7 separate regions of the Mus musculus genome follow, and regions 2, 3, 4, 5, 6 and 7 are each linked to region 1. Evidence: chromatin contacts called from public ChIA-PET, Hi-C, HiChIP or PLAC-seq and promoter capture Hi-C data. All regions are on one chromosome and are shown on one strand. Each heading gives the region's core, a stretch centred on a gene start, on an enhancer-like site or on the middle of the called end of the contact. The rest is flanking DNA. Distances are from core to core; before and after follow the strand shown.

Region 1 (4,043 bases), core at 414-2,913:
CCAGGCTGATGTTGGCCTGTTGGCTCAGGGCCAAGCACACCGCTGCACTTAGCAACACTGACTGGATCCCATCTGCAGACACACTCTACTGTCTTTCTCACTCCACTCTAGAGGGAGCGCGCACGGTGTCCATCTTCGCTGTGATCCCTGTGATGAGCAGCAAGGCCCACAGTACCCAGGCTTCCCTGTGCTCAGAAACACGTGTGTAATCATGCGCAGAGATATATATATATTTTTGGTGGCGTTGAACCCAGGGCTTCTTGATGCCTGGCAATTTACCTACTTCATGTTCCCCAAAACGACTTCATGACTTTGGGGGTAGGATGTCAGTGCTGGGAGCAGACCCAACGTCAGTGCTCCACTGCTGAGTGAAGTCTAACACCGCCTCCCGCCGAACACCACCTCCCCCCCCCCCCCACCTCACCGCATCCCCATTAGTTCTGTGTTACCCTGACTGGTTCTGAGCCAAGATGACTCCTGAGTTCAGCAAATCCTGTCTCCATCCCTAAAGTACCAAAGTATTGGTACCGCAAGGGCTAGGTATGATTGATTACCCATTTGTGTCAATCACTTGGGAGAGGGGTGGGGGCAAGTCTTTCTTCTATGTATCCTAGACTAGATTTACGGTTGCCATCCGCCTCCCTCGACTTCTGGCTAGCTGGAATGGCAGCCCTGCAATGCTGTGTCTAGTTTCCTCCTCCTCCTCCTTTATTGGAAGGAGAGCTGCTTTTCTTGTTCCTGGGACTATCTTTGAGCACTACACAGAATATGGAGCCTACCCCGATCCTGGGGTCCCTGCAGTAGGACCCTGTTTGTCTTTGGCCTGGGTTCTCAGTATGGGCTTTGAAGACATTGCAAAGCCTGCAGGGCGAGGCAGGAGCTGACACACCCGCCTCTTCTATAGAAAGGTTCCAGAGGCAGCTGGACAGGACTAGGAGCACACGCCAGCAACAAGTGAAGAAGGGACATACGTGCACAGAGCATGCTGGTCTAGCAGGCCTCAGAGCAGAACTTGGGGGCTCGGAGGCCAGAAAGCGGGAAGCCCCGACCAGATCTGCTCCCTGACAGCTGATAAAATTTAATCCTGAACTTGCTGGGCTTCCTTGGTGCTTTGCTAGGATTATCTAGGTTGTGGAGTCGCGCCGGGAGGTGGCGGTGTGGTCACGCGCACGGGTCTGGCCGCGTCCAAGTTCAAGCTCTGGGTGGGGAGCTAGCTTCCCGTCGCCGTTTCGTTAATAACTTAAAGAGCCAGGCCGAGGTGCAGGGGCGGGTGCGTGGCGGGACGCGGCCGAGGCTCTGCCACTCGGCGCGGGAGGACTCCGACTCTGGTCGCAGTGCCGGGCTGGCCGCGCCCGGAAACCAGACGTCGCCTCGCTCGGCCGCAGGGAAGGTCTCGGCTCGCGTGCCCTGGGTCGCTTCTGGGGTCCCTCATTCAGGGCAAGCACGCGGGGGGCCGCCACAGCGAGTCCCCCCCCCCCCATCCCGCCGGCGCGCGCCGCCTCCAGCCTCCTCCCCTGCCCCCCTCTCTCCCTGCCACCTTCCCTCCTCCCCGCCTCCTCCCTCCCCGCTGTCCCCTCCTTCCCTCCCTCCCCGCCGTCCCCTCCCTCGTCGTCCCTCTCGCCCCTCCTCCTCCCCTCCCTCCTCCCGCTCCCCTCCCCCTCCGCTCCCGCCGCCTCCGCCCGCCGCCCCGGCCGCGTCGGGTAAACCTGTTCTGCGAGGCGGCCGCGCCGGGGCGGATCGAGCGGCCGGCGGCTCCTCGCGGCTCGCGGCGTCGGGGCCCGTGGAGCGCGCGGCCGGCCCTCGGCCGCGGCCCTCGGCAACGCCACCATGTACTCGGGAGCCGGCCCCGGTGAGTCCGCGCGGCGCCCGGCACTCGTGCCGCGGCGGTTGGCGGTTGGCGGGCGGGGCAGGCGAGGGCGGCGGGGCCTGTGGGGCCGCGGCGTAGCCTCGGGGCGGCCGGGCAGGGCCTCGGGGCCGGGAGGCCCAGTGCACCCGAGCAGCGCCACCGGGACGTGTGCGGGGGCCCAGGCTCGGCCTGCAACGGGTCTCCGTCCTCCCGCAGCGCTCCTCCCGCCGTTCCCGAGCGCATAGCTGTGGGGCCCAGCACGGCGGGCCTGGGGCGGGGAGCTGGACGGGTCGGGAACCGAACCACGGGGCCCCGGGACCGCGATCGGTCGCTTGGACGCAGTTTCACGCCGGGCAGCCGCCCTCCCCATTCAAGTGCTAATCGCCCTGCGATTTCCTAGCGGAGCGGGTGGCCGCCGTGGCACCCCTTTCCCACCAGCGTGCCCGTTTCTCTGGAAAAGTTCCAGAAAACTTAAAAACACGGACGCATTTCCCCACCCCGCTCCTGGAGCCGAGCGGAGGGCGGTTTACTCGCGGGGTTGAGAAAACAAGTGTTGGGGAGGCTTTTTCGCCTTCTCCCGCCAGGCACGTGGCTCCATTTCCCGGCTGCCCCGCCGCTTGCTCGGGCTCAGCCTGCACCCCTTTGTCCGCCAGGCTGTACTTGGCGCCCGCGGGCCCTCCCTGCTGCCCACCTGACCTAGTGGTTCGGCCCTGGGGCCTCCCCAGACTTCTTCACTGTGGGGTCTGGAAGCCTCCCAGATCCTCCCGGGTTCCCTATGGTGCCTGCTCCGGAGCCTAGTGCGCCTCCGCTCCTGATGTCACAGGGCTCCTCGAATGCCCACTGACCAACTTGTAAATGCGTTAAAAGGCTTCCCAACGATTTGAAGACCCTTTTAACCTTGCGCTTGGGAGGTGCCCGGGTCCTAGGGACAGATGTTGGGGCCTGGAGGTCCCTGCGAAATGGCCAGCGGCAGCCTCCTGCCAGATTGGGAACCCCCCCCCCACCCCCACCCCCCAGCTCAGCGCTGTGGAGGAACCCAGCAAATCTTAGCTCCAAATTTGTACGTTTTCCCAATGTGTCAATTTCTAGTGACTTCCTCGGGGACGAGGCCAGGCTTTCGTCAATTTCGCGTGTTGATTGATCCCTTCAGCTTGCCACAGTGGGTCTTTCTTGAAGACGCTGGACAGTGGAGGCTCAGAGAGGTTTAACATCCGGGAGCCAGCAAGCATTAGGGCAACCTGTTTGAGCACTCCCCTCTAGAAGTGGTTCCCAGTCCCTTTGACCTTGACCCGCTGTTGGAAGTACTGGTTTGGTGTGGATTAGACCAGTGAGCTCTTTGCTAGGGTGGAAGTAAGAGCCTACTGTGTGTTCTGCAAGGGGAGCTTTGTTGCCTTTAAAAAAAAGAGAGAATGCGGTAGCAACCGGTTCATTTTGGTCACTGGCAGCTTTGAAGATGGCTGCTGCGTGGGCCTCCGCATTGTGGCCTAAGAGGGAGACAGTCCCCTCTAACCAAGAAGGCCTTGGGTGAGAAAAGAGATGCCTGTAGGATAATTCTTGGCTAATGGCAGACTGGGAAGGAACTCAAGTTTCAGGTGGGCCAGTGTCTGTAATTGCAAGCCTGGAGTGCAGCTCCATTTTATTGTACATATCAAGGCTTTTAATTCTGTTTACAAGGAATCCCCCCGCCCCCATCTCTTCAAAGAGACTCCATCATATTTCCAAGTTTAGGAGAATGGAAGACCATTGGATCTGAATTATAGAAAAGCGACAGACTTTTGCTGTTTCTGAGCTTGATGGGAAGTAAATAGTAAATTAACTTTAAAAATAGAATTCACCGTGGGTTCTTATTGTGTCTGTCACAAATACTGTTAGATGTGTGAGGTTAGTAACATTGGGGGCCAAGGTTTAGAACCTCATAGGGTTTTTTTCTTTTCCTTCCTGTGCTATTGGGGTTGGTTAGTGGTTTCGGGAAGGTAAATTAACTACCCATACTGAAACTTCCTAGATAGTGGGTTCTGGGTGGGGTCCCCCCCACCCAAGGATCTTAAACTGTCTGGGAGGAGCTTTGCCTCCTGCAAGGCGGTGCTCCTGCATTCTAGAGCCCAGGAGTATTTGCTACAAAATAACCTCTGTGACTCTGGAAACTGGGTTGAGAGTTGCCAATCAGGACTGAGTCTTTGATCATTGCTGTGGCCTC
Region 2 (4,043 bases), core at 393-2,892, 440 kb before region 1:
CCTGTCAGCAGGGTTGGGGCTGTGAAACAGCACTGCCTGGGAAGATTGCTGAGGTGCGACCATGTACTCTCCCTAAACTTCTTTGGAGGAAAAAGTGAGGTGCACTGAGAGTTTACAGTGTGGGTCCTTCTCCTGGGCCTCGCCTTAGTGGGTGGTTCTTGCTCTCTTCTGGCAAGATGTCCTGCTGTCTGAGGAGATTGTCTGACCTGCTGGAGCCCATGCTGTTCTTAGGATCCTGCTCTGCTCAAGCCGTTGCTAAGTTTCTCAATAGTCAGGGATGGAATCCAACTTGAGCAGGGCAAACCATGGAGACACTGGGATGTTTCCAGTTGACACTGCACTGATAATTCATTTGGTGGCTTCCACCTGAGGTGTAGTAGGTTTGCAGAGAATGGTTGAGGTTCGTGTTGGGGAAGGCCACAGTGGGTGACTCCAACCCTTCTCTTCCCCATGGGCTCTGGCCTTTTTGCAGGGACCAGGAGCCAATACAGGTCCTGGGTGTTTCTGTGGCTTTTGAAAAATAAGGGTTAATTGGCTAGTACTTTTATTTTCTAGATTGAAAATAGTTTGAATAAGTTGGGTATGATAGCACACACCTGTATTCCTAGGGCAGCTAAGACCAAAGGAATATTATTTTTTATGTGTATGAGTATTTTCCTGTGTGTACCCCTGTGCACCACATGTATGTCTGGTGCTCAAGGAGACAGTGAGCCTCTAACACAGATACTGGGAGTCCGACCCGGGTCCTCTGCAAGAACAACAAGTGCTCTTAACCACTGAGCCAGCTCTCCAGCCCCTAGTTTAATTTATTTTCTAATTTGGATTTTTTTGAGAAAAGGTTTCTGTGTGTAGGTAGCCCTGGCTGTCCTGGACCTCAGATCTGCCTGCCTCTGCCTTCTGAGTGATGGGATTAAAAGGCCTGTGCCACCACTACTGGGCAATCTAGTTAAACAGAGTTCTGCATCTATGGAGGCCAGGATCCCCTTAAATGGATTTACAAGCGGTTGTGTATCGCCTGATGTGGGTGCTAAGAACAAACCTGGGTCCTCTGCAAGTGTTCCTAACTGCTGAGCCATCTCTCCAGGCCTATGTTGGGTTTTTAGACAGGATCTCTTCCTAACCTATGTGGTCCTGGAACTCACTGTAAGTCACATTGTTCTAGAACCCGTGGGATTCTCCAAGTGCTGGAAATATGGGTGTGTGCTGTCATGCCCTTCCCGCCCCTGAATCTTTTAAGGGTCTGCATGTGTTTGTGGGCTTGTACAATGACCACTTCCTACCTTGATCTGCTTTAAATGCCTGCACTTGAGGCTACCTCTCGGACCAAGTGTCTAAGGACAAGGTTGGAGCCCCATTAGAGGTCCTCTGATGCTGAGGGTCATGGCTTTTCAGAACACTCACCAAACCGAGTCATTTATTGTTCCCTTGTCATCAGTTCCAGCAGAAATTGGGAAGAAGAGAAGCTGAGTTCTGACCTGTCCTCCTAGAGGCTGGAGGTGGTAGCAGAGATGTGGGCATCTGGCACAGTGGTGTCATAGTGGGCTGCCTCTTGTTGGAATTAGGAATCTCCCCTTATGCCTTTGTGACTCTAGGTACTGTCCACAACTTGATCTTTAGTTAGAAATTGATTTAGACTCCCCCAGTGTGTAGTGGACACCTTAGCCAACTGTGTATTCAGCTACAGAAGATCCACTGGATCTCTGTCCTTTACCTCTGCCCTTGCTGATGATCTGTCCCAACTCCTGGAGGCCATGTCTGGAATAGAAACCATGGGATGGGAGCCCGCTCCCTGGCCCTGGGAATGTGGAGGTGCACTGCGAACCCTTGCTGAAGCTTGTCATTTGGCCTTTAGAGGGTTTTTGGTGAGAAGACTGAAAATTTAATGCTTTAAATGTCCTGGCTGAGAAGAGCAGACACTTGGGGCAGCTGCAGAGATTGTTCCTTGACCACAGCCTGTTTAGCTGTGTTCCCTGCCTTAGGAGTGAGTCCCGTGCTGTATGTGCTGCAGTTTCCTTGTGTCTTCTGTTGGCCTGTGCGCCTGAGCACTGCTTATATAACAGGTAGGTGTGTGTCCTGGAGAAGCAGTGTGTAATGGAGGCAGTGGCTTATGCCTCAGTGGGATGCAGCTCACACAGGCGTTACCAAAGACTACTCTGCAGACTGTATACCTAGAAGTACCCTGCAGATCTCTGCGCATGGGGGATAGGCTCTGGCTTTGGAGGAGGGCCAATGCTCATCTCTGCATTGGGGCACCTAATCTGTGTATGGCTCCTTGGAGAGGCCTTTCTTGTTGCCATGCATGACTCACTTTACTGGTAGTGTGAAGAGTCCATAGTGATAGCCCTATATAGCAAAGGAGGGAGGAGTTATTGGAGCATCTTTGAAAGGTGAGGGAGGCCCAGGGGGGCCCAGTCCTGAGATGGCTATCCTTTTGGAACAGGTGGACCCTGAGCTTTGTTGTGAGCTTCAGAGGCCCTTCTGCACAGGCCTCTGCTAGCTATCCCTCTGCACACATTGATAGATCACTTAGTTGTGTGGGAGCATGCAGGCTCTACACACCACAGTGGGCCTGGAGTGGACGTTTCTAGGTGGTGGGCACCACGGAGACAGAGGAACATTGAGATGAAGAGGAGATGAAAAGTGCCTCAGCCTCTGTCTGCAGGACTAAGGGACACAGGCTGACTGGTTAAGGGATTAGGTTTTTATCCCCAGGCGAATTCTATTCGAACCAAGTAAACAGCATAGAGTTACTTACCTTGGGCCACTTGCCAAACTGGAAATATCTTGGATCTGGTGCTCTTTTCTTTGGGTTGCTGTTGACTGTGGAAGATTTTGACCCTATTCCATTTCGGAGTAGGGAAGAACAACTTATTTTTCAGAACGGCAAATAAGGAAAAGAATGAAAGTATCTTAGAGTGTCTGTTTCCAGCCATCTCCTGGGAGGAACGCTTTTATAGACACCAGGCAGCCTTGCCAGCTGTGGCTAACTTTCCGTCCATAGTGTGCCTCAAGGAGAAGGCCAGGGCTGTCCTTGCCCCTACAGCTCTGGCCTGCCTCTCTCGTGTTCTGCCTGGGCCCCCTGCCATGGGGCAGGCCTTGGTGTTCTTCGTTCTGGCTTTCCTGCAGTTTGTTTGTAAGAATGTTGTGGTCAGAGGTCAGCATGGTGCTGAATGTGCCCTTGAAAGGCAGTTGACAAATCATCCTTTGGATCCATGTTAAAGTGGGTTTGTATTGGTAAGGTCTGTGTGAAAGCATCCTAGCTCTGACCTGTAGCATCCACACAGGACATGCTCAAGTTGTATGATCTGCCCTAGACTTCCTGTGGAAGACGTCACACCAGTTCTCTGGTGTGCTGCCAGCCATCCCTGCAACTCTGTCCTCAGTGGCAGAAAACTGAGCAGCCAAAGCCCTAAGTGTCTCCTAGGATAGCTGACAAAGGCCCCAGAGTGCAGTCTCACTCTCACACCTCCTGGTTTGCCCTCCTGCAGACTTGTCTTCAATGGCTGACTGCTGCTCTGGCAGCAAGGCCTGCCCCACTGCTGCCCACCTGGAAGGAATCTGGAGTGAGCAGGAACTGAGTGGCAGGGCTGTGAACAGCAGCAGGACTTAGGGAAGGTCTGTACACAGTGGGCAGAAGTGAGGTTTCTTAAACTTGGCTTCCATCAGAAACTGGTATCTAAAGTTTTGTACTTCCAAATCAGAAACTTATCCCTTTATTAATAGCTCAAGCAGATGAGCGGGGTGGTATGGGCGCACGTCTTTAACCCCAGCACTAGGGGGGCAGAGGCAGGTGGATCTCTGAGTTTCAGGTCAGCGTGGTCTACAGAGTGAGTTCCAGTACAGCCAGGGCTACACAGAGAAACCCTGTCTGGAAAACCAAAAAAAAGGAAGGAAGGAAAGAAACTAAGCTGAAGTCAGACTCAAGACCCCACTGTTCTCTTTTATCCCCCCAAGTATCTTAAGCCTCTCCCTTTAATAAGTTCATTTTCTATTCTCTGTTCTATCATTGAGTACTGAACTTGCCCAGGAGACTGTGGCAGTGC
Region 3 (4,043 bases), core at 1,113-3,612, 390 kb after region 1:
CACGGCTGGCTAGCAGCAGGGTGAGGGGGCTTGGGAGGAAGCTGAGCCACCATGGTGCAGAGGGCACTGACCTGCCATTGACAAAGGGGGGCTGTTGTTACAGGTTTCTGTTTTTAAATGCTGGGCTTCACTCTCTCTCAGGGTGATGTGAGTCAAAACCATGTGTGAAGCCGCCCTTCAAGCCATCAGACTGGCCACCATCAAAAAGACAAGGTGTAGCGGATGCTGGCAGGAAAGCTAAGATAAGGTTGCTCCTCACACTTCTGGCGGGAAGGTGACTTACTGCATCCACTGTGGAAAAGCTAACAATAGAACTACTTTATGATCCAGCAGTCCTCCTGCTGGGTGCACTCCCAAAGGGAGTGAGAGTGGTTCATGGTGGAGATGCCTGCACGCCTGTGCTGAGTGCAGCGCTGTTCACAAAGGCCTGAATGTTCCTCACAGGATAAACAGGGTGAATGCTCTGTGTCATATGTACACAACGGGATACCATGCAGCTACAGAAGAGGGTGTAATCCTGACATGTGTGGTAGGATGGGCCACTGTGTAGCACGTGACACTGTGTCATGTGAAAGCAGTCAGGCACAGAATGACAAATACTGTACCATCTTACTCAGACATGGATCCTAATGAAGTCGATCTCACAAACTGTGGTGGCCAGGGCACAGGAGTAAACTGATACCTGGGAGATTACAATGAGGAGGAATGAGTCTCAAAACAGGGTTGACGTTGCTAAGAATAATGCAGTGCCTCCCAGCAGTCAGGAGGAGGGCCGGAAGTCCACTGCAGCGGGAACCCAAGGTCAGGTGCCTCATCCCTGACTGACTGTTGCCGAGTGTTGATGTGAATCCAAACAATGTCCTGTATGTTCTTGTTGTTATATGTGTATTATTGTTATTATGTATGTGCTATTATTGTATGCCTATCAAAAATAATTTAAAAATACAAACCCTGGAGAAAGACCAACAGAAGTACCCAGAGACAGTGGTTATGTTGGCCACAGACAGCATGAATGAGAGCATGATCAGCAGAGGAGCACTTCTCCCAATTCAACGCTACTCCATACACGTATTTAAATAAAATACGGTCTATATATGAGTGTGAGTGCCTGTCAGAGGCATTGGGTCCTCCTTGGATGAGGCTACAGTTGGTTATAAGCAGCCTGAGCTGAGGGCTGAGAACTAAACTTCAGAACTGGAGTCCTCTGCAGGAACAGTATGACCTTTTAACCATCTTAACTCTACCCCCTGCCTAATTAATTCTTGTTAGGAAAAACAAACGTGCTGTGCCCCCCCCCCCCCATCCTCCCTTCTCTCTCTCCCCTCCACCTCATTTTGTCTCTGCTAAATTTTATGGCATTGGTGATTTCATGATTTCACAAGATCTCTGGCCTCGTGAAGAGGTGCTCCCGGCCTGCCCTTGGCATATCCATTTGTTCCCAAGGTGGCTTGACTTTCTGAGTGTGTGAATCTTACTGTAACTGGAATTTGTAGAGAAAAAAGGCTGTAGCAGTCCCAACAGGCTAGACTTGGTCGCCTCTTCTAATAGGTCAATTAAAGATGCAAATGATGGTGATAGGCAGAGAGATATATTGAGTGTGGTCACATTGGGTGGTCCAGTGATCCTAAGTCTGTGTTTGTGGTGTGAACATGAACTTTTGGTTGAATCAGAGGAGTGAGGTCACAAGGCAGGAGGTGCTTATTAACATGAAGCAACAGTCCCCACTCATGCATGTTTCAGGTCAGGTCCTGAGACCTGTGTGACGTCCTTAGTGCTGATTGTGCAAACTGGTCCTCAAGAGGTGATTGCTTCTGTCCTCCAGTGTACCCTTGCCCTGTGGACAGCTGTGCCCCCCCCCCGCCCCCCCCCCCCGGAGGTAGTCTGTCCTTTGAGGCTGTGTGACTGCAGGTTTTGGACAGTGATGTTAGTTAGCTTTGTGCCTTCAGCCTGCAAGGTAAGCAGTTGACCCAAAGTAAAGAAGACAGACAAAATAGGTGGAGACCAAGCTGTGATCCTATGTGCCTGAGTGAGGAGTGTCATTTCCTAGCAAACATAGCCTCTAAGTGCCTGTTCAATTATCATTAAGAGTACTTTTGTTTGAAGGTGGCTGCCTGTTAGGGGACAAATTCCTACATTTCCTATATAACAAGGCAGTCACTAAATACTAACTGGGTGACCTGCTGTGTCAGGTTTTAAAGCATCGCGCATAGAACAGGATGTTCAAGACAAACAGAATTCTGCAAGCACAGACTTACAGCTTAGTGGGAGAGGGAAAGTGATGGAGCAAACAGGAAAGTGATTGCTGAGTACAGCTCTTCTAGGAAGAGAAGTAGGCGTGTAGCACTGTGAGGCACAGGTTAGTTCAAATAGGACAGATGAGCATAAACCTCGCAGGCAGAAATGACAGCCCAGGCATTACATGGGTCCTAGGTTCTCCAAGAGCTGGGAAGTCAGAGCCTGGGTTATTGGGGATGTCACAGTAGACCCCGAATGGTGTGCTTGATCTTGAGTCTGTGTAGTGATGCTGTGGGTGGAAAGAGAAGGGTGGAATTGTCCAGCCAGGGGACATGAGGGGGACAGATGGAGAACAATGGGCACCTCCCATAGGCCATGTAGGCTGGGCCTGGAGAAAAGATAGTGCAGTAGTTTGAGAAGAAGCCACTGTGGAAACAGAGAACCAGGCAGAGGTCTACTGAAGGCTCAGGAAGAAAAGCCAAATGAGCTACTGTTGGCTGTGTGCACAAGCACCTTGTTGGGTGGCTATGGGGGAAGTACACAGGAGCCCCCCAGCTCTAGAACAGTGGTTCTTAACCTTCAGGGGTCGAACATCCCTGTCACAGTGTCAGGTATCAGAACTTCTGCATGTCAGATATTTACGGTACAATTCACAACAGGAGCAAAATTTCAGTTACGAAGTAGCAATAAAAATAATTTTATGGTTGGGGTCACCACAATATGAGGAAGTGTATTAAAGGGTCACAACAGTAGGAAGTTTGAGAACCACTTCTCTAGAGGGTTCCACAGCAAAGAACAGAGAAGCTTTGGCTGGAGGGAGGTGGATGGGAAGAGGACCGTATGCATCATGTGGGCAAAGGGTATGTGGGAACGCTGGGAGCCAGCTTTGGGAGGTCACAGCGGAAGTTGGACCTAAGAGCTTCATGGCTTCTGTTGACTTTGCCTAGAAGGTTCCAAGGGTTGGCCTCAGCTCTTTATATCCCCACCGGCTCTCTCTGTCTTTATCCTCATGTTCTGATCTTTCTGTAGGTCTGCATGTCTCCCACCTGTGCCACACACCTCCATGAGACACGGCCTTAGCTAGCTGTGTTTCCAGTTCATCTGTATTTTCTTAGAGGGAAGGTGTGCTAGCCCTCAGGCTGCCTCATGCTTCAGGTGGGGAAACCCAAGTCCATCCTCTCAGCAATGTATATGGGAACCTGGCCATCTTCAGCCTTACTTCTTTTCTACTGTCTTCCCCTTCTATAAGGTGTCAATGATTCCAAGGGGAGGGGAAGGCAGGGTTGGATGTGTGAATTACAAGGCCTTGGACTCAGAAGAGAATTCTGTCAGGTTTTGGGGAGGAAGGCTTGCTTTTCACAGTGGATGGAGGAAGGAAGGATAGCCAATATGCTGGAGACAGGTTCTGGCTTTGCCCTGGGGCTCCACATCAGGGTAAGGCCAGTCAGGTACCAGCTCATGGCTGTTCTCAGAGTTATGGAGGAAGACCTGCTTGTGGTCAGCAGTGAGGTCCTTTTCTCTGTAAGTGGCAGTAGGGGCTGGGACAGAACAAGAGCAAGATGCTCACTTTGACATAGAGCAGATGGGTCATGTACTGGAACCTGAAGCCTTACACCCCACCCCCCCACCCCCCCCACTGGCATCCAGAGTGCTCACACTCTGGCCCAGCAACTGTCGCAGCAATTCTTTTCAGAGGAGCATTTAGTGAGTCTCCTTTAAGAAACATGTTCTTCCACATCAGAAAGAGATGTTTTATCCATATGGTCAGCATAGAAAAGGTTTCATTCAATTTGCCTTTTTCACATCAG
Region 4 (4,043 bases), core at 967-3,466, 380 kb before region 1:
TCATTACCATCATCATCATCATCATCTATTTGTATGTTTGTATGCGTGCACACATATTGGAAGCTAGATGACAAATTGGGAGAGTCATTTCTCTCCATGATGTGTGTTCAAATTCAGGTTGTCAGGGTTGGTGGCAAGCAAGCAAGCACCCTTACCCACTAAGCCTCCTCACCAGCCCAGAAACCGCCAGTGTAGTTACACATAGAGTCCTTCAGTGCTTAGGAACTTGGGGCTGGCCGGGTCATGCCTGTGCTGTTGGGTGTGCTGGTCCGGGAGTCACTCACTCTGCGTACTTGTAAGCACCTTGCTCATCTAGACTTCAGTCCACTTGGGGCTGGTGTGGTGACTGAAGTGGGCAGGCTCCCGGCTTCCCATACAGAGATAGGCTAGCCCTCTGCCCTATGGTTACACAACCATTTGCCAACAGCATCCTCCTCAACCAAAGACAAGAGCAACACATAGCACCTGAAATGTCCCATACCATAGAGGGCAGGGGACGAGTGAGTATTCCGGTCTCCACCAAAGTCATTGCCCAGGTATAAGGTGCCCCACGGACAGGAGGGCAGAGTGGCCATAAGAGTTTTGCCCTTGTGGGTCAGGACCCTGTCCTATAGACAGAAAGCACCCTCGCTGTTTCTTTTTTTTTTTTTTTTTTAGAATTTAGACTGACCAATTCAGAGTCTGCCATTTATTTATTTATTTTTTTCGAGACAGGGTTTCTCTGTGTAGCCCTGGCTGTCCTGGAACTCACTTTGTAGACCAGGCTGGCCTCGAACTCAGAAATCCGCCTGCCTCTGCCTCCCAAGTGCTGGGATTAAAGGCGTTCGCCACCACGCCCGGCCCTCGCTGTTTCTAGAAGGGGGTTTCCCCTTGCCGCTGCCAGGCTGACCTCCAACCCAAGTCTAGACAGTTCATCCCAACCAAGATACCTGGAGTATACAGCAGGACTTCAATGGCTTGGGGAGCGGTCTCTCCGGCTGAAGGGTTAATCTTGTGTTTTAGGGTCTCCGAGGTTGTCTTTGGGACCGCCATGGGTGCTGAAACACAGGCACGAGAGTTGGGTTACCCGGTTCAAGGATAGAGGGACAGCAAGTAAAGCTTGCCTGTTAGTTTACTGTAAAATCGTACACGGCCTCAAGAGGGCGCTCTTGGAAAAACTGTTATGGAGAGTAGCATTGGAGGTGGCCCCTGGTGTGCACACCACAGGACGTGTGTGGAAATCAGAGAAGCACTAGTGGAAGTCAGTTCTCTCCTTCAGCCACGCGGATCTCAGAAACTGAGCTCAGGCCACCAGGCTTGGCAGCGAGTGCCTTTACCTAGTTAGCCAGCTTGCCAGCTTGAGGTCGCATTCATCTGTGAATGGACACTTAGTCTAGTTACATGACCAAGACACCACACTTGCACCTCTTTCTGCACAATCAAACACATTTCCAGACAGCGCTAAAACTGCCTTCCCTGGAGGTTTCTGAGACCACCTGCCAGATTGAATGGCCTTCCCACTAACCCTGAGGCACTTCCTCCTGTCCCCTGGATCCCCTGCACTGCAGTAGAGGCTATGCCTTAGGGACTCACTGGTGGCCTTTCACTTCTGATGTGATTGCTATTGTCCTCATTTTTCAAAAGAAACAACCAAGTCCTGTTCCTTGCTTGTAGAAGAACAGCAACCTGCCAGTCACTAGGCCTCCAGCATGGCTCCTGGGTTCCAACAATGCAGGAAGTGATGGCCGGACCCTCTGCCACTGCCTCTCCACCTGCTGCCTCAGGTGACTGACTCGGGTCCTTTCATTTGTATATTTATAGACCTGCCATCACAGGTGGACTCCATGTTTCCAAATTAAGCTTGGGATCTCATGTCGTGAGTCCTCACTTTGTTAAGCCATGCATTAGAAGGTATTTCTGGATTTGCTAAAACCAGGATCAGGAATTCGTCGTGCTGTGACCTGAGCTCGGATGGCTCCTCCTGCGTCCTGGGAACAAGGTGATGATGACAGATTGTGTGCTGGGTGTTACTATGGCAACTCTGTAAACTGTTTACAGAGGCCATGAACTGCTGTCACCGAGGAGGAGTACATTTAAAGTTGTATAAACAGCTGAAGTGTACTGTTTATTTGAGTTTACTCTCATCTGAGCACAGGAGCAGTTCTGTTGAGACCCAAAACTGTTAGAGCTCCCAGAGGGCTCAATGGGTCTCCAGGCAACCTGGGGACACCTGAGCCTCCTGGCTTCTGTCCCAGCTCAGGAACAGGTTCTATGACCAGAAAGCATCAGGGCCACACAGTCAGTGACACAGATTACAAAGGGAAAGGTGAAGCTAAGCCAAGGTGTCATTTTCTAATTCTTGGACAGCTGTTTGTAAAACCTGACTGCACACCCAAGACAGATGAAATGACACACACTTCACAGACATTCACAGCAGCCTTCCTTTGTTAGACAGAAGGCAGATCCAACTTAAGTGTCCACTACAGATGAAGGGTAGAGAGTATGTAATGCTGCCAAACAACACAGTACCGTAGCCACTAAAGAAATGAAGGACTGTCAACCCAGAGTTTGTCTTGCCTACAAGATGTGCAGGGATAAAGATGGAGCAGAGATCGAGGGAGCAGCCAAACAATGACTACCCCAACCTGAGACCCATCCCATGTGACCGAGTTAACCCCTGACACTATAATGATACTCTGCTCTGCTTGCAGACAGGAGCGTAGCCTAACTGTCTCCTGCGAGGCTTCATCCAACATCTGATGGGAACAGATGCAGAGACCCACACCAGAAATCAGGCAGAGCTTGGGGTGTCTTGTGGAAGAGTGGGGGATAGAAGTGAGCAAGCTGGAGGGGTCAAGGACACCACAAGAAGATCCAGAGTCAACTAACCAGCGACCATGGCAGCTCACAGAGCCTGAGCCACCAACCAGGGAGCACGCAGGAGCTGGACCTAGGCCCCCTACACATCTGTAGCAAAGGTGCAGCTTGATGTTCAGATGGTTGCCCTAACAAGTGGAATGGGGCTATCTCAGTCTCAGTTCCCTGCCACTGGATCCCCTTGCCCTACCTGGACTGCCTGGTTAGGCCTCAGTGGGAGAGGATGTGCCTAGACCTGCTGGGACTAGATGCCCCAGGGTGGGTGGTACCCAAGGGAGCGCTCCCCTTCCCTGCAGAGAAGGAGAGGGGACAACAGGGGAGGGATTTGTAAAGGTGGGACTGGGACAAGAGGAGGGAAGTAGGCTGTAATCAGGATATGAAGTGAATTACAAATAAAATAAAAACAAAGAAAGAAATGGGTTATATATATGCTTGCTTGCTGTATGAGTATGGGGACCCATGGTAAGCCAGGAGCCGGGTGGGGTGAGCCCCTGCAACTCCTGTTCCTATGGCTCGACAGAGGGCAGAGACAGCAGACTCCCTAGAAGCTTGTGGGCCAACTGGCCTGGTGTACACAGCAGTAAGTGACAAAAGTGACAGGGCCCCACCTGAAGCCAGGCGGAAGGTGAGGACCAACACCTGCATGAACACTCACCGTGGCACGCGTACATCCACTCACAAACAGCACACCTCACCATCAATACATTTTCCTTAAGGGAAAGGGCCAGCACAAGCCTCCTCACGGAGGCACTGAGGAAACACTGGGCTGAGTGAAAGGGTGGAGTCAGGAAGGCTCCTGGGTACGGGAGACACCCTGGACAGATGAGATCACGGTGATAGTGAACCAACAGGCCATCAGGGGCACAGAAGGAGGTGCTGAGCAGTGTGGGGGTTCCTCTTGCAGAGCGTGAGTGTGTCAGCCATCACAGGGATGGTGGCACTGCCCTTCAAGTACCCTAAACCTAGGAAGTCACAGCTTAAAGGGGTCCAGAACAAGAGTGATATCTCAGTATCAACAGGACCTGGATAGTGTGGCAGAGATCCCTACTTCACCAACCTGTGCTCCAAAATGAACTTCCTATTGTCGTTTAAGCTACACTTTCTTTGTGGCCTCCGTAGGTTTGCTATTTCTAGTATGCTGGTCTTAAAGCTGGAGGCTGCAGGAGGACATTTAAAATGGAAACAGT
Region 5 (4,043 bases), core at 646-3,145, 350 kb after region 1:
AGAAGCCATTCCTTCCCGAAGTTGCTTTTGTCAGATGTGAACCTGTCTCCCAAAGGATGCCTCAAGCCTCAGCCTCACTCTCCTCCCCCCACCTGTCTCTTCCCATCCTCCCCCCCCTCCCCCCACCTGCCACTTTTCTCATCTTTGTGATCAAACTCCTTACAAAGAACAGCTTATAAGGAAGGGGGAGAGAGGAGGTATTATGGCTTACATCTTGAGGTACTATGATTCATCATGAGGAGAACGACATGGTGGCTGTTGGTTCAGTGCAGTAGGGGCATGAAGCTGCCTGCTCACATCTCAGCCAACCAGGAAGCAGTGGAAGGGACCGCTATGCTCAGCTGGCTTTCTTCCCCATGGCCCTTCCCCATGCTCAGCCTGGAACTTCAGCTCATCAGATGGGGCCAGTCACATTAGAGTGGGTCTTCCCTCCTCAGTCAGTCCTCCCTGAAAATGCCCTCACAGACAGAGTCACAGATGTGCCTCAGGATGGTCTAGTTGTTTCTTCATCCAGTCATGTTGAAAGTGAAGATGAACAGCCTCTGACTGCAGGACTGACCCATTCAGGCAAAGGCTGGGAAACTTGCTAAGTGAACTCACATGGTTGGGTGTTAGCATGTCCCTTAGAGGTCGAGGAGGGGCATTGCCTTCAGCTGACATAATCTCCACAAAAATCAATCTATTTGGCAGAGCAACAAAGAATCTAGAAGAGGAGCCTTCTTCTTCCTCCTTCTTCTTCTTCTTTTTTTTAATTAGATATTTCTTTATTTACATTTCAAATGTTTTCCCCTTTCCAGCTCTCCCCTTTGTAATCTTTCTATCCCATCTTCCTTCCCCCTGCCTCTCTGAGGGTGCTCCATCCCCACTCCTGTCTTCCCTCCTTGGTGTTCCCCTACACTACAGCACTGCACACCCTCAGGCCCAAGGGCCTCTCAGGAGGAGCCTTTTAATGGGAGTCTAAGGGACTGTGAAGTTGCTTCCTCAAGGAGCCAGCCTGTGTGTGTGTTGTGTGTGTGTGTCCTGAGTGCTGACCTTTTCTTAGTACACACTGATTCATTATCAGAAGGCCTTAGCCAAGTCAGGGCAGGTGGACAGAATATTTGCAGGCAGGCAGGCTCAGCCTCAGAGCTAAGCCTGCCATTTACTGACTAAGTCAAACTGACCCCTTGGGCAATTCACATGCATCTTGAGCCTCAATTTCCTCTTGTGTAAAGTATAGCACCGGTTAATCCCTGCCTCTGCCTCGAAGGATTGTTTTATAGATCTGTGGGACAGGAGCATAATGGATAGTCAATTAGCACGGCTTCCTTTCTACCCTCTCAAAGAAATGGACATGCTTCCCCTGGACTTGCAGGGCAAAATAGGGAACAATATCTGCTCTGGCCTTTGTCCCCACAGAGGTCTTTAGCCTGCACAACAGCCTCTTCCCCCATAGCCAGTCACCCCATGGTCTCTGTGGGCACCAGCATCTCTGTGGTTAGCCTGATAGTCCAGGGCTGCAGGGCTATCAATTTATTTATTTATCTGTGAAAATCCAGGTGGATCCCCCCCCACTTCTCCATAATTAAAGAAGTCACTCATTGGTTGCCATGGTGCCAAGCAGTCTTGATTGACAGGTACCATGGTGACCCTGTGAAGGAAGTGGTGAATGAAGGAAGGGCCTAAAGAAAGGAAGGCAATGCTTCCTGCTTTTGGTGTTAACAATAACAACAATTAAAATCAATTGTGAATCTTTACTCTTGTGTAAGTCATTGTCTGCACCGTCTTTGTTTTGGGCTGAAAAGCCAATTTAGCATTTCTTTGTGAATCATTTTGGTGAGTCACGTAGATACTATCTTTGCTTGTTGGCTAATAACTCACCCTTTAAAAGTTACAACATCACTTCCACTTTCATAATAGAGGTGACTTTAGGTCTTGGAATTTATGACTTCAGCTTAATACTGTTTTGGCTCCTATAGACTTGGGACCTTAATTTTGGCAAGAACCTGGTCCATCAGCCAGTGCAGACTCATGAACTGGGGTTGCATTTATTATTATAGTTTGTAGACTCTTACTGCATCATTTCTGTGGGAATGCCTCTTCTGGCTATGACAAATGCTTCTTGGGACAGGAATCCCTTTAAAACCAAGAGCATCCTTTAGATGATGTGTTGAATGTGAGCTGAAGGTGGGGGATGTAGGTTGGTTGGTAGGTTGAGTGCCCAGCTTGCATGAAACCTTGGGACTGATCCCCAATACTGCATAATCTAGATATTATGGTATGAGCCTGTAATCCCAGCAGTCGGGAGGCAGAGGCAGGAGGATGAGCATCTCCAGATCATCCTTAGCAACATGGTGAGTTCGAGGCTAGCTTGGTCTTCATAAGAAGCTGTCTCAAAAATACATAAAAAGGTGCAAATGTCTTCCTGAGTTTATGTGTGTCCAGTGATATACCCACCTTTTTAAAATCAATTACTCCATCAAGGAGGCTCAAGATTCTAGTTTATCTTACTCACCGAGTGTGTATGGAACACCCATGCATCCCAGATGAAAGCTGTGCTGCCAGGGACCGGGGAGGGGCTATGCACTAAACATGACTTTTTCTTTTGAGGCACTCATTGCCTGACTAGGAGAACCAATGAGACACTCTGTGACAGAATCTAGAATCAATTGGGAGACAAGCCTCTTAGCATGCTTGTGAGCTATTACAGTGATTACATTAATTGACATGGGAAGGCCTGTCCACTGTGGGCGACCCCATTCCCTGGCTGGGATCCTGGATGGTGTGAATGGAGAAAGAGCGGAACAGCAGAAGCACTCATCACTTTTTGCTTCCTGACTGCAGATGTCACGTGACCAGCTGCTTCCAGCTCCTGCTGCCTCTGTTTTCCTACCACACTAAACTGTATCTTGAATTGTGAGTAGAATAAACCTTTCTTCTCAAGTTGTTTTTATTTGAGTACTTATTATAGTAATAGGAAAAAAGACCAAGACACCAGCACTGTAATTCTCAGACAAATAGGGAGAGCAGCCCTGACTCTTTGGTTACAAATAAAAATAAGGTGAGTCTAAATGCTAGTTTCATGTAGATGTGGCTGTGGATGCTGGAAGGGTCTGAGTCCTACCATGCCCTGCTGTGTCAGGGGACCTAGAGTGGCATCCAGTATCATCTGAGAAATACCCTCTGAATGTTAAGTCTCATGGTCCCTGGTTGTGTGACATGTTAGCTGTCACTCAAAGAGCCAGGGTCACCACTGCATATGTGAGGGAGATTCCCATTGGTACACTCTTGGGTGACTAGGACTCCCCTCCATGTCCTTGCTGCTGATGGCCGATGGGGAACCTCACTAAAGCTGGCCAGACTTTCCCTGAGTCCGCTCTGGCAGAAAACTCCGTCCTAATTAAATGTTTCTTTCCACATAAAATTCCACAGTGCCTTAACTCAAATTAGAAAGCCACTGTTTTGACAGATGATGTCATTTAATTTTAGGATCATTGTGCTTCTGGTATTCAACTGCAGATTAAATTGGACCCCATCTTGAAGCTTTTGTGTGTTTTGAAGTATTACGTTTCTGCAAATATCATGATGGGTGTGTGGATCCCCTTTGTGCTGAGAGGGTCCTAGATGTGGGCGGTGATGGTGCTGGCTAACCATTTGGCTGCTTTGTAACCTGGCTGCTGCAATGGCGCTGTTTCTTCCCATGTGTCTGATGTCCACAGACAGACTTTGTCAAGTGTGTCAGAGGAGCCTACCATTGGCCTCTTCTCCCTTGACTTGAACTCCAGTAGAGACTCCCAAACAGCCTAAAGCAGCTGCCATTTCTCTCCTTCCTCTTCTCCTCATTCCTGCATTGCAACTGAGAGTCCTTGCCACTGTCTCTGTACCCCACTTTCATTGTATGAAGATGATAGGATCTAACAAATACGCTCCTCTGGAAAGCTACCACCAATCTAGTTCCGCAGCCCATCTCCTATTGCCCCTCAGCCTTGTGTATCCATGAAGGCTGTCAGGCCTTCTGAAGTCACAGGCAAGGCTCCATTGGAAGGAGCAGTGCCTGCTTGCAG
Region 6 (4,043 bases), core at 1,097-3,596, 330 kb before region 1:
TTCCCGATTCTACTTTGCAAGTACAGGTATTATAGATTTGTGCCACCATAAAGTTTTGTTTGCTTGCTTGTTTGTTTTGCTTTGTTTCTGAAGACAGGATCTCACTCTGTAGCCCAGGTTGACCTATCTAGAACTCACTCTATAACCTCGGCTGCATTCAAACTCACAGTGGTCCTCCTGCCTCAGGCTCTCGAGGATTGGAACTACAGGAGCAAGCCACCACACTCAGTAAAATGCCTTTTTTAAAGTAAAATTAAAAATTATTGCCACCTTTATTGGCGCACGCCTTTATTCCCAGCAACTGGGAGGCAGAAGCAGGTGGATTTCTGAGTTCGAGGCCAGCCTGGTCTACAAAGTGAGTTCCAGGACAGCCAGGGCTATACAGAAAAACCCTGTCTCCAAAAAAACAAAACAACAACAACAACAACAACAACAAATTTTAAAACCTTGGACATTCAAAAGAGAATTACTACAAAAAATAAAGTGAATAAAATCTGACTAACTCTAACAGTGATGTTGACATAAAATGAAATTATTCTAAAGTTTTAGTCCATCTCTAACTCTCCTTTCCCCCCTAATCCTGGACTGTTTTTTTTTTCTCCCCTCTCTTTGAAATTCCTAGCAGAGCACACAATGAGGCAAACTAGCCTGAAACTCCCCCCTCTCACCTGGGAGGTGCCACCGACTGCCTAATTCGGGAAAGTACCACTCTGAATCCCCCAGTTGACTAAGCCGGTTCTCAAAAATCATGCCTCACACCCAACAGGCAAGAACCATACTGCAAGACCCAGGGCACAAAGACACGGACAGATGCCCAGAGAGACCACAGTGAAACCAGGCCATTTCCGATTCTAAGAAGAAAAAAAAAAAAAAAAGGCAGTGCTGTTTGGTAAGTTAGAGGCACAAAGACAATGGAGGACACACTGGCATTTATAAGGGACATCAGAGAAGTGACAAATCATTTTCATAGGGACAAGGGCCATTTACTGGTCACATTCACTTAGGGAAGAAACTATCTAGGCTTTTTATTTTAATTTTTTTAGATTTATTTATTATCATATGTAAGTTCACTGTAGCTGTCTTTAGACACACGGAAGAGAGCAACATATCTCATTATGGATGATTGTTAGCCACCATGTGGTTGCTGGGATTTGAACTCAGGACCTTAGAAAGAGCAGTCAGTGCTCTTACCCGGGGAGCCACCTCACCAGCCCAAACTATCTAGGCTTTAACACTCATTCGGCTACTTTTACTGACGGTTAACTTTTCTTGTTTTGTCTCCACTACTCATCACATCGATATGCAACACTCAGATGATCTCTCCAGACACTTAACGGGATACTAGGGAAATCGCTGAGAAAATGGCAGTTCCCAATTATGCCGGGTTCAAAAGAAAAATTGAAGCACCAATGGATTGGGAGAAAACAACCTGGGTTCCAGAATAAAAAAACGAAAGAAAACACAGCGCAGAAATCAGGAGTATGAGATGTTCAGACGCCGCTGCTGTCTTTCCAGAGACAGGGAGCTGAATCTATCTTTGGTTCCTAGGCACAGACGGAGAGAAGGGAGGGACTGCACAGCAAGTGAAGAAAATGGCTATGCAGCAAGCTCGACTAAAAGTGGAATATTCAAAGCTGGTGGTTGACTCTAACACCTGAAACCTCACTATTCGGCACGGAGTACAGAACCCATCACTTAGGCAGTGAAGGGAACCATTTAGTCGCTACTGGGAGAGGATCTTGTCTAGTTGCCCGTGAACTCAGCAGATCCCCGCTGGGCCAGCACCTCGCCCCACATCCTGAGTGTGGAGGAACGCTTCAGTGCACAGAAGCCGGTCTGTACCACCACAAGCACCAAGTCCAAGCCGGCCGGTCCCGGAGGGAGGAAAGGCCAGCCGCCAGTTGCCCTATGAGCTGTGCTCATCCCTCACAGCTGGGACCTGACCCTGAGGCTTTGGCGCCGCAGCGGTGCGTAGCCTCTGAAGCCAGCCACACTCAAACCTGGCTGGCACCTCTCTGTCTCCCCCACCCCAACTCAGTTTCCCCTCTAACCCCTTACCTGCTCCAGGCCGCGGAGGCTGTCTTGAGAGGCGCCCAGCAGCGCGCACAACTCCAGCAGCCCCGAGGGCAGCGACAGGTGTCGCGCCGCGGGCTCCGCCATGACCTTCCCGCCACCCGCCTAGCACACTGCGCTCCGAGCCCTCGATTGTCGGGCCGGGGTGACGCGACTCAGAGGGCGCCGGCGCCCACAACCCAGACCCCAGCGGAGCACCCCTGCCCAAGCCTCCCCGCCTCTCTTGGGCTGGTTGCCAGCCAGCCGCGTCCGCGGAATGGGCGGGGCCTACGAGCAAATAGGAGGGGCGTGGCCTGTGTGTGTGTGTGGGGGGGGGGGGGGTCCGGTGTGGACGGGACCTAGGAGGCGGGGCCTGGATAGCGTGAACGAGCCTGGTCTGTGATTTGGCAGGGGCAGGACTTCTATGGAGGCGTGTCTGGCCGGACCTGCGTGGGTGTGGCCTCTTCGGGGTGGGAAGAAGGGGGTGCGGGCGGACTCTGCCGCCACACAAGCTCAGTCATTTCCTAAGCCCCTCTGCGGGTTTGGCCCCTCCTCCTGTCCCCCGGAATACGGAAGGAATGGGCGGCATCCCCAGGTGACCAGCCACGTCATCCAGCCCCGGAGGCTCTTCTCCAGAGGTCCACGCCCGCCCTCCCCCCCCCCCCAACAAGTAAGGGACAAAGGCCTGGTCTCCTGCCACCTCCAGGAAGCTCTCTTGTGCCAGGACGGGAAGTAGACCCTGTGGGTACCTGGAAGAACCGTCGGGAAGGGAGTGTGAAGATCCACTCCTGATGAGTAGCTTCACGGTTGACTGCAGGCCTCTGCAAGAACCTCGGTTAAATTTAGCATGAAATGGGCAAGGTGGAAGACCAATGAACTTTTCCAGGAATTATATATTATATATTAAAAAACAAAAACACTGAAGGAATGATCACTAGTAGCGTCAAATATTTGTCAAAACATCAGCCTAGAGTGACTAAACAAGTCTTGGGAGCAAAACCTGGGTAGGCTGGCTGGGGTAGGGGTGGGGAGCAGGACTCAGAAGCAGCCTAGCCAGCCTGTAGGCTGCCTGACCTCTGCAGCCCTCATCCCTTGTCCAGGAACCCAAAGGACGTGTTAATGTCACTGATATTAAAGTTTTATACCTGCTTATCTGACTCTTGCATTAGCTCATCTGAGATGGCCTCAGCTAGGCACAGACCTGAGCGGAGCAAGCCTCATAGGGATCCATCACAGACCGTGGGCCACTCTGTAAGCAATCAGAATCTTAATCAAAATCTACTGTGTCAACTATGTGTGTATATGGGCAGACCTAGCATCTATTGGCCTCTACTTCCTGTTTGTGGAATGTCCTGTGGAATGGAGGCCAGGACATTCAGTTGGCAGGGACCCTGTAAGGCTCAGGGTAGAGCAGATCTTATATCTGCTCTGTTCCTGACTGAGGTGGAAAGTCCACAGCCAGGCTCCAGAGTTCATCTTCTGTAAGCCTCCCTGTGCCAGAAAGTCCAGCCACATAATCTCCCAGGCTTCCTGGTTCTGTGCTTTTTAAATTAAATCCCCATAGGACTAGTGGTTTGCTTCTGTAATTGTAACAATTTGAAAGTGGGCAGAGGATCATAAAGGAATTTCAGGCCAGTACAGGCTACACAGCAGAAATAGATAAATAAAAGTCCCCATGACCCATGCTGCAGGTACTTTCCAAGTAAGTACCCACAAGAAACCTACCATGGGCCTAGGGTTTGTGGTCAAGCATGTACTTGCTTAGCATGTACCAGAGCCACAAGAGTCCTCTTCTGTTCCCAGGTACCTCAGAACATGCAGATTATGGAACTATACTGTGCACAAACAGATCTGGAAATGGCCTAGAAGTGGCATTAAGAAACTCCAATCACAGCTAGGTGGCAACGGTGCACACACCCTGTACTGGCTGGTTTTGTGTCAACTTGACACAGGCTGGAGTTATCACAGAGAAAGGAGCTTCAGTTGAGGAA
Region 7 (4,043 bases), core at 764-3,263, 320 kb after region 1:
TTTTTCACCTCACAGACTGAGAGGAAGGATATGTTTGCAGCAGGAAGCTTTCTTGTAAGTGCTAATTAAAAGCTGGGGTCATTGTCCTTGCTATGGGTATCTGCTGGCCCCCTCAGGAATGGAGCCATTAGCCTGAAGCACACTCGGGGGTTCATTCTGGTCTGTGCTCTATCTTGTCTACTAGACAACAAGATGGGGACTCATCACTTGAGGTTTCTGTTCTAACCACGCTGGTCCCCAGTCAGCATGCATGAGTGAAGGTGGCTTTCACAATGGAGACCCATGGTGTGTCCACCAAGACTTCCAGGGAAGAGCGAGCCTACGCTGCAGGCACTGGGGTTGCACAGAGAAGCAACCAAAACAAGATAAGCTGCAGAAGGGGAGTGGTCTGGTCAGATGCTGTGGTGGTGAGCACTGGTCCAGGAGAAGCAGGAGACGCGGTACGAGGCTACGGCAGTGGACGACAAGGGCATCAGGGGAGCAGAGAACGCAGTTTCCAGGCAGGTCACTTTTGTGGATGCTGAAGCTGTTACCAAAGGTCACGTTAACTCAGGAAATTCTTTCCACTCCCCAGACTTTGCTTTCCTCATCCGTCAGATGAGAATAGTAGAAGCGTTCATGCCCAGACTTGAAGCACTGGAGACTACTTCCAGCACTCAGTTCATACTGTACTCACACTTACAATGTGACCTGAAGGCTGCCACCAGGGCCAGACTGACGGAGGCTTTGTAGTCTTCACGCCCCAGAATTACGGTTGCACTTACAGCAGACTGCAGGGAGGAGACTGGAACCTGCTGTTGGGAAAGCTGAGACAAGACATGAACTTGAACTTTGTGCTTGGAATGGTTTGGAGTGGGGCAGAAGAAGGTTGTGGCAATGTGATTGACAGGTCTTAGGGACCATTAGGCCAAGGCAGGGGAGATTCTGTTTTCATCTGGTGGCTCTGGAGGGCGGGGCATGGTGGATGTGCTCATTCTGCAGCTGTCTGCAGCTGCCGTGCTACCCAGGCAGGTCTTAGAGGGCAGTGGCTGCTGTCTAAATGAGTGTGAGCCAGAAGTAGACATAGAACTGCTATCCTTGATAAGGGAAGTTTCCCTAAACTGAGGCAGCCACTCAAAGGAGACTCTGGAACAGGAAACGGGGCTACTGCTGCAATTTTGCTGACCCCTGTATCGGAGGACTTGCAAAGATGCTTGGGAGAGACCAAAGACGAAAAAGACATTACAGAAAGCAAAGGACAGTCCGTAGAAACAGCACAATCTAGGGAGGGGAACGTGTAAAGAGTTTGCTGAATTTACCAGTGTGGTATTTTATGACCTGACCGGGTTACTAGAAGTTTCATAGGCAAAAGACGCTTTATGTGTTGAATGGTCACCGGGATGAAGAAGCTAAGCACGAAGCAAAGCCACTCACTGAAGTTTGGTTTCGAAAGTTAGGAGAGGGGAGTTTTAGAAGTGTGTGGCTGAGTCCCCGTCGTCGCTGCTGCTTGGAGCCTCTGGCTCACGAGCCCTGCGCCCTGAGATGTGCATGTGAGGTAACTGTGCTGCCACAGACCTTGATGAGGGATATTTAAAGGGTGCGTCCTCCCTCACTTCTCCATTTGTTGTGTTCATTAAGAATTTAAGTTAGCTGCTCTGCTTTTTGTTAAGGTATTTTTAGTTTCTCAAAATTTCTTTGCACTTGTTAATTAATCCTAAAATTAATCCTACGTCCTCTTTTTTTACTCACCCCCACCCCCACCCTGCCGTAATTTCCAAGTCAGCTCTCTTTTTGCCTGTTTCTTCTTGACCCAGAGTTAATAGGTTTTTGCACCAACCTTCTCCATTCTGAGAGGTCTGAATTGGTAATTATAATCTGAGTGCCCCCTTCTCCAATCCTTGAAAGGAGATTTATTGAAGGCGGGGCCATAATGACTAACGGCAAAGCTTGGTGCATTCTGTATAGATAGCCAGACCCATCTGGTTTTCAGGACTCAGACAAGTCCCTTGGGGTTGACTTTCATTTAAGCATTTGCTGTCCCCGCATCCTGCCGCCCACATCCTTCCTGCCGTTTCCCCCCCAGCAAAGCCACCGCTCATTTGGTGCTTGATTTGGTGCTAAAATGGCATCCGATGAGGCTTAGAGTCTGCAGGGTGGTAGAGAGGCAGCAACACCCAGAGGGTCTGACACCCACGAGCTGGGGCTGCTTCCTCTCCACTGTGGGCACTGGAAGAGAGTGGAGCCATCAGCCCAAGCTAGGAAGGCAGCCACTGTGAGACAGGCCACTCCTTTGTGCTGTAAGGAGACACTCAGGCAAATCTGAGTAAGACATGATGATTCTGTGTGAAGATGTTATAGTGAAACCCATGATTTTGTATGTTAACTAAAAATATTTTAAGAGTTGGATAAAATTCTGGAGACATTGTGGTTACAATACCCATAATACCAGATTTACCCATCACCACATTTAAGTGTGCAGCCAAGTGGCATGAAATGGTCATACTGCACTGTGGGTGCCATTGCTGTCTCTTGCAGAACTCCATTATATTAAACACCCTCCCCATTTAATTATTTTGTAATGATAGTGCACTACAATGTAGCCTCTGATTCTTACTCATTCATTAAATATTCATTGACTGCCTACCTATTAAGGACTGGACTTAGCTCTGGGAATGCAAATCAAGTGAGTTAGGGACTATCTTTAAGGAACTGAGACTCTGGCAAGGAGTACAGCAGTGAAGATTCACTACCAGCCTCTGTCAGGGTTCTTGGGACAGCACAGAAGCAGAGCAGCTGGTCCCCTGGGGAGCCCAGAGGAGCCATGTGACTGGGGATCAGATGCATGTATAGAGAGGTGCAGTGGGCCATGGCTGTCTCTGCAGGGTTCATTTGATTTTTCTTAACACAGGAAACTGGAAATTTGCACTGTTGTGTTTCCTCTGGATCCTGCTGGTCCAGTACAGCGCCGTGTGGTACAAGTGTGTGTCTAACGAGAGAGGTTGCAGCTCACTGCAGATAGGTGGTGTTGTGGCCTAGCTGCTATCCTTGTGGTGTGCATAGGATTGGGGTGTGGCTCAGTCCAGAGAAGGCACATCACCCAACGCCTTTACCTCAGATTCGAGGATGCCAGGCTTAGATGTCAGGAAGGCCTTCTAGGCTCTGTGTGTGTGGTTGCTGTGACCATCATGGCAGCCTATCCCATGATGTGTGCACTGTTTCTGTGTTTCTTCGTGCTTCCTCTCCTCCTCTCTCTGTCCTTCTGAGGCTTAACCTTGCCCGGTTCAGATCGCTGTGTCTAGTGTGGCTATATATGGCCCCACTGAATGATGTTGCATTTCGGACAGTGAGGACCCGAGAGCAGATTGCCTACTGCTCTTTAGCCTTGTCATCTAAGGCAAGCCACGTGATCTCTTTGCGCTACAGCTTCTGTGGGTCAGGACCAGATCGGATTTCCCTCGCTGCTGTGTAAGCAGAGGTAGCATATGCAAAGTGCCTAAGCTCTGGCTTAGTTCTGAGGGGAGGACAGAGTTGTTCAGGTTCATGCTTTGCTTGAGATACAAGGTTCCTGCACTGTGCAGCTGGTCAGCCATTAGCCAGGAGATAAGCCATCGGCACCTCTGCTCCTCAGCTTCCTCCTCTATGAGTCAGGGATAGTAAGAGCTGCACCTGACAGAGCCAGGATGCTCCTCTGAGCACTGGACACACACGAAGGGACACAGTGAACACTCCACACTCAGAAAGCCACCACACAGCCTGGCATGTGTTTGGAGTCCTAGGAACATTTTCCCCCGTGGCTCTTGTTTCAGAAACTCAGGGTGGTGTGTGTCTCTGCCTGTCTGCCTCCTGAGCTTTAAACTTAGGGCAGGGGCATTGGGAACAGGGCCATCATGCTTCTGTTTACAGGCCTGTTTCCTCAGGCTTGCAGGGATGGAGGCAATGCAGCAGGCAGGTACCACACTGCACTGCAGTTCATCATCTTACCACACAGGGCTGCCTTTCCTTATAGAAAGCTCACAGAAGGTTTAGGTGTGCTGCGCACCTTCTAGAAGGCTCTCTCAAAATGA

The links. Promoter capture Hi-C pulls out the DNA fragments that hold promoters and counts their contacts. Hi-C and Micro-C count contacts between places; a contact is called where the count stands out from the background. ChIA-PET counts read pairs in DNA pulled down with a chosen protein or histone mark. HiChIP or PLAC-seq counts read pairs in DNA pulled down with a chosen protein or histone mark.
Region 2: a contact with region 1 is called in an RNA polymerase II ChIA-PET map of memory CD8 T cells, with 17 read pairs. The contact joins the promoter of Slc45a4 here to the promoter of Ago2 in region 1. A contact is called at or near these places in 1 of 484 Hi-C or Micro-C datasets (uterus) and 1 of 115 datasets of contacts at active chromatin or transcription factors (memory CD8 T cells).
Region 3: a Hi-C map of cortical neurons shows a contact between it and region 1, with 4 times the contacts expected there. The contact joins the enhancer-like site here to the promoter of Ago2 in region 1. A contact is called at or near these places in 6 of 39 promoter capture datasets (3T3-L1-derived adipocytes, the C10 cell line, hippocampal neurons and 2 more), 1 of 15 datasets of contacts at CTCF or cohesin (CD8 T cells), 33 of 484 Hi-C or Micro-C datasets (the C2C12 cell line, CD4 T cells, the G1E-ER4 cell line and 24 more) and 9 of 115 datasets of contacts at active chromatin or transcription factors (astrocytes, bone marrow-derived macrophages, embryonic forebrain and 5 more).
Region 4: a contact with region 1 is called in a promoter capture Hi-C map of trophoblast stem cells, with 4 times the contacts expected there. The contact joins the enhancer-like site here to the promoter of Ago2 in region 1. A contact is called at or near these places in 11 of 39 promoter capture datasets (the 3T3-L1 cell line, the C10 cell line, embryonic stem cells and 5 more), 7 of 484 Hi-C or Micro-C datasets (the HL-1 cell line, the N1E-115 cell line, embryonic stem cells and 1 more) and 9 of 115 datasets of contacts at active chromatin or transcription factors (the NIH/3T3 cell line, T-cell acute lymphoblastic leukemia, embryonic forebrain and 5 more).
Region 5: a contact with region 1 is called in a Hi-C map of neutrophils, with 4 times the contacts expected there. The contact joins the enhancer-like site here to the promoter of Ago2 in region 1. A contact is called at or near these places in 5 of 39 promoter capture datasets (the 3T3-L1 cell line, embryonic stem cells, hematopoietic stem and progenitor cells and 2 more), 2 of 484 Hi-C or Micro-C datasets (bone marrow-derived macrophages and neutrophils) and 3 of 115 datasets of contacts at active chromatin or transcription factors (embryonic forebrain, embryonic stem cells and stem cell-derived neural progenitor cells).
Region 6: an H3K4me3 HiChIP or PLAC-seq map of intestinal villus epithelium shows a contact between it and region 1, with 6 read pairs. The contact joins the promoter of Dennd3 here to the promoter of Ago2 in region 1. A contact is called at or near these places in 1 of 15 datasets of contacts at CTCF or cohesin (the NIH/3T3 cell line), 4 of 484 Hi-C or Micro-C datasets (CD4 T cells, LSK cells and embryonic stem cells) and 8 of 115 datasets of contacts at active chromatin or transcription factors (the SCID.adh cell line, bone marrow-derived dendritic cells, embryonic stem cells and 4 more).
Region 7: a Hi-C map of centroblasts shows a contact between it and region 1, with 2.4 times the contacts expected there. The contact joins the enhancer-like site here to the promoter of Ago2 in region 1. A contact is called at or near these places in 7 of 39 promoter capture datasets (the 3T3-L1 cell line, the C10 cell line, embryonic stem cells and 4 more), 8 of 484 Hi-C or Micro-C datasets (B cells, the N1E-115 cell line, centroblasts and 2 more) and 8 of 115 datasets of contacts at active chromatin or transcription factors (the 230-238 cell line, DN3 thymocytes, the SCID.adh cell line and 5 more).

Annotation. Positions count from the first base shown.
Region 1 is chr15:73,182,567-73,186,609 of GRCm38.p6, reverse strand. It overlaps Ago2 (argonaute RISC catalytic subunit 2), which reads left to right and starts at 1,663. Exons shown (of 19, transcript NM_153178.4): 1 at 1,663-1,849. The coding sequence starts at 1,828.
Region 2 is chr15:73,622,343-73,626,385 of GRCm38.p6, reverse strand. It overlaps Slc45a4 (solute carrier family 45, member 4), which reads left to right and starts at 1,642. Exons shown (of 8, transcript NM_001033219.4): 1 at 1,642-2,060.
Region 3 is chr15:72,796,445-72,800,487 of GRCm38.p6, reverse strand. All of the region lies in intron 16 of Trappc9 (trafficking protein particle complex 9), which reads left to right. Among named protein-coding and RNA genes, the nearest start is that of Peg13, 12 kb to the left of the region's middle. Within about 2 kb of position 2,362, at least 8 of the 459 cell types and tissues checked have an H3K27ac peak or open chromatin away from gene starts, as enhancers often do. A contact at or near this core is called in rod photoreceptor, where this site is marked.
Region 4 is chr15:73,559,319-73,563,361 of GRCm38.p6, reverse strand. Dennd3 (DENN/MADD domain containing 3) reads right to left here. Exons shown (of 23, transcript NM_001081066.1): 17 at 930-1,037. Among named protein-coding and RNA genes, the nearest start is that of Dennd3, 49 kb to the right of the region's middle. Within about 2 kb of position 2,216, at least 27 of the 459 cell types and tissues checked have an H3K27ac peak or open chromatin away from gene starts, as enhancers often do. A contact at or near this core is called in trophoblast stem cells, where this site is marked.
Region 5 is chr15:72,834,898-72,838,940 of GRCm38.p6, reverse strand. All of the region lies in intron 16 of Trappc9 (trafficking protein particle complex 9), which reads left to right. It overlaps Gm41343 (a long non-coding RNA gene), which reads right to left. Exons shown (of 3, transcript XR_001781663.2): 1 at 1-4,043. Among named protein-coding and RNA genes, the nearest start is that of Gm41343, 5.1 kb to the right of the region's middle. Within about 2 kb of position 1,895, at least 53 of the 459 cell types and tissues checked have an H3K27ac peak or open chromatin away from gene starts, as enhancers often do. A contact at or near this core is called in bone marrow-derived macrophages, hematopoietic stem and progenitor cells and neutrophils, where this site is marked.
Region 6 is chr15:73,510,863-73,514,905 of GRCm38.p6, reverse strand. Dennd3 (DENN/MADD domain containing 3) reads right to left here and starts at 2,346. Exons shown (of 23, transcript NM_001081066.1): 1 at 2,059-2,346. The coding sequence starts at 2,160.
Region 7 is chr15:72,863,656-72,867,698 of GRCm38.p6, reverse strand. The region is part of intron 16 of Trappc9 (trafficking protein particle complex 9); the gene reads left to right. Among named protein-coding and RNA genes, the nearest start is that of Gm41343, 34 kb to the right of the region's middle. Within about 2 kb of position 2,013, at least 86 of the 459 cell types and tissues checked have an H3K27ac peak or open chromatin away from gene starts, as enhancers often do. A contact at or near this core is called in the 230-238 cell line, B cells, the N1E-115 cell line and 7 more, where this site is marked.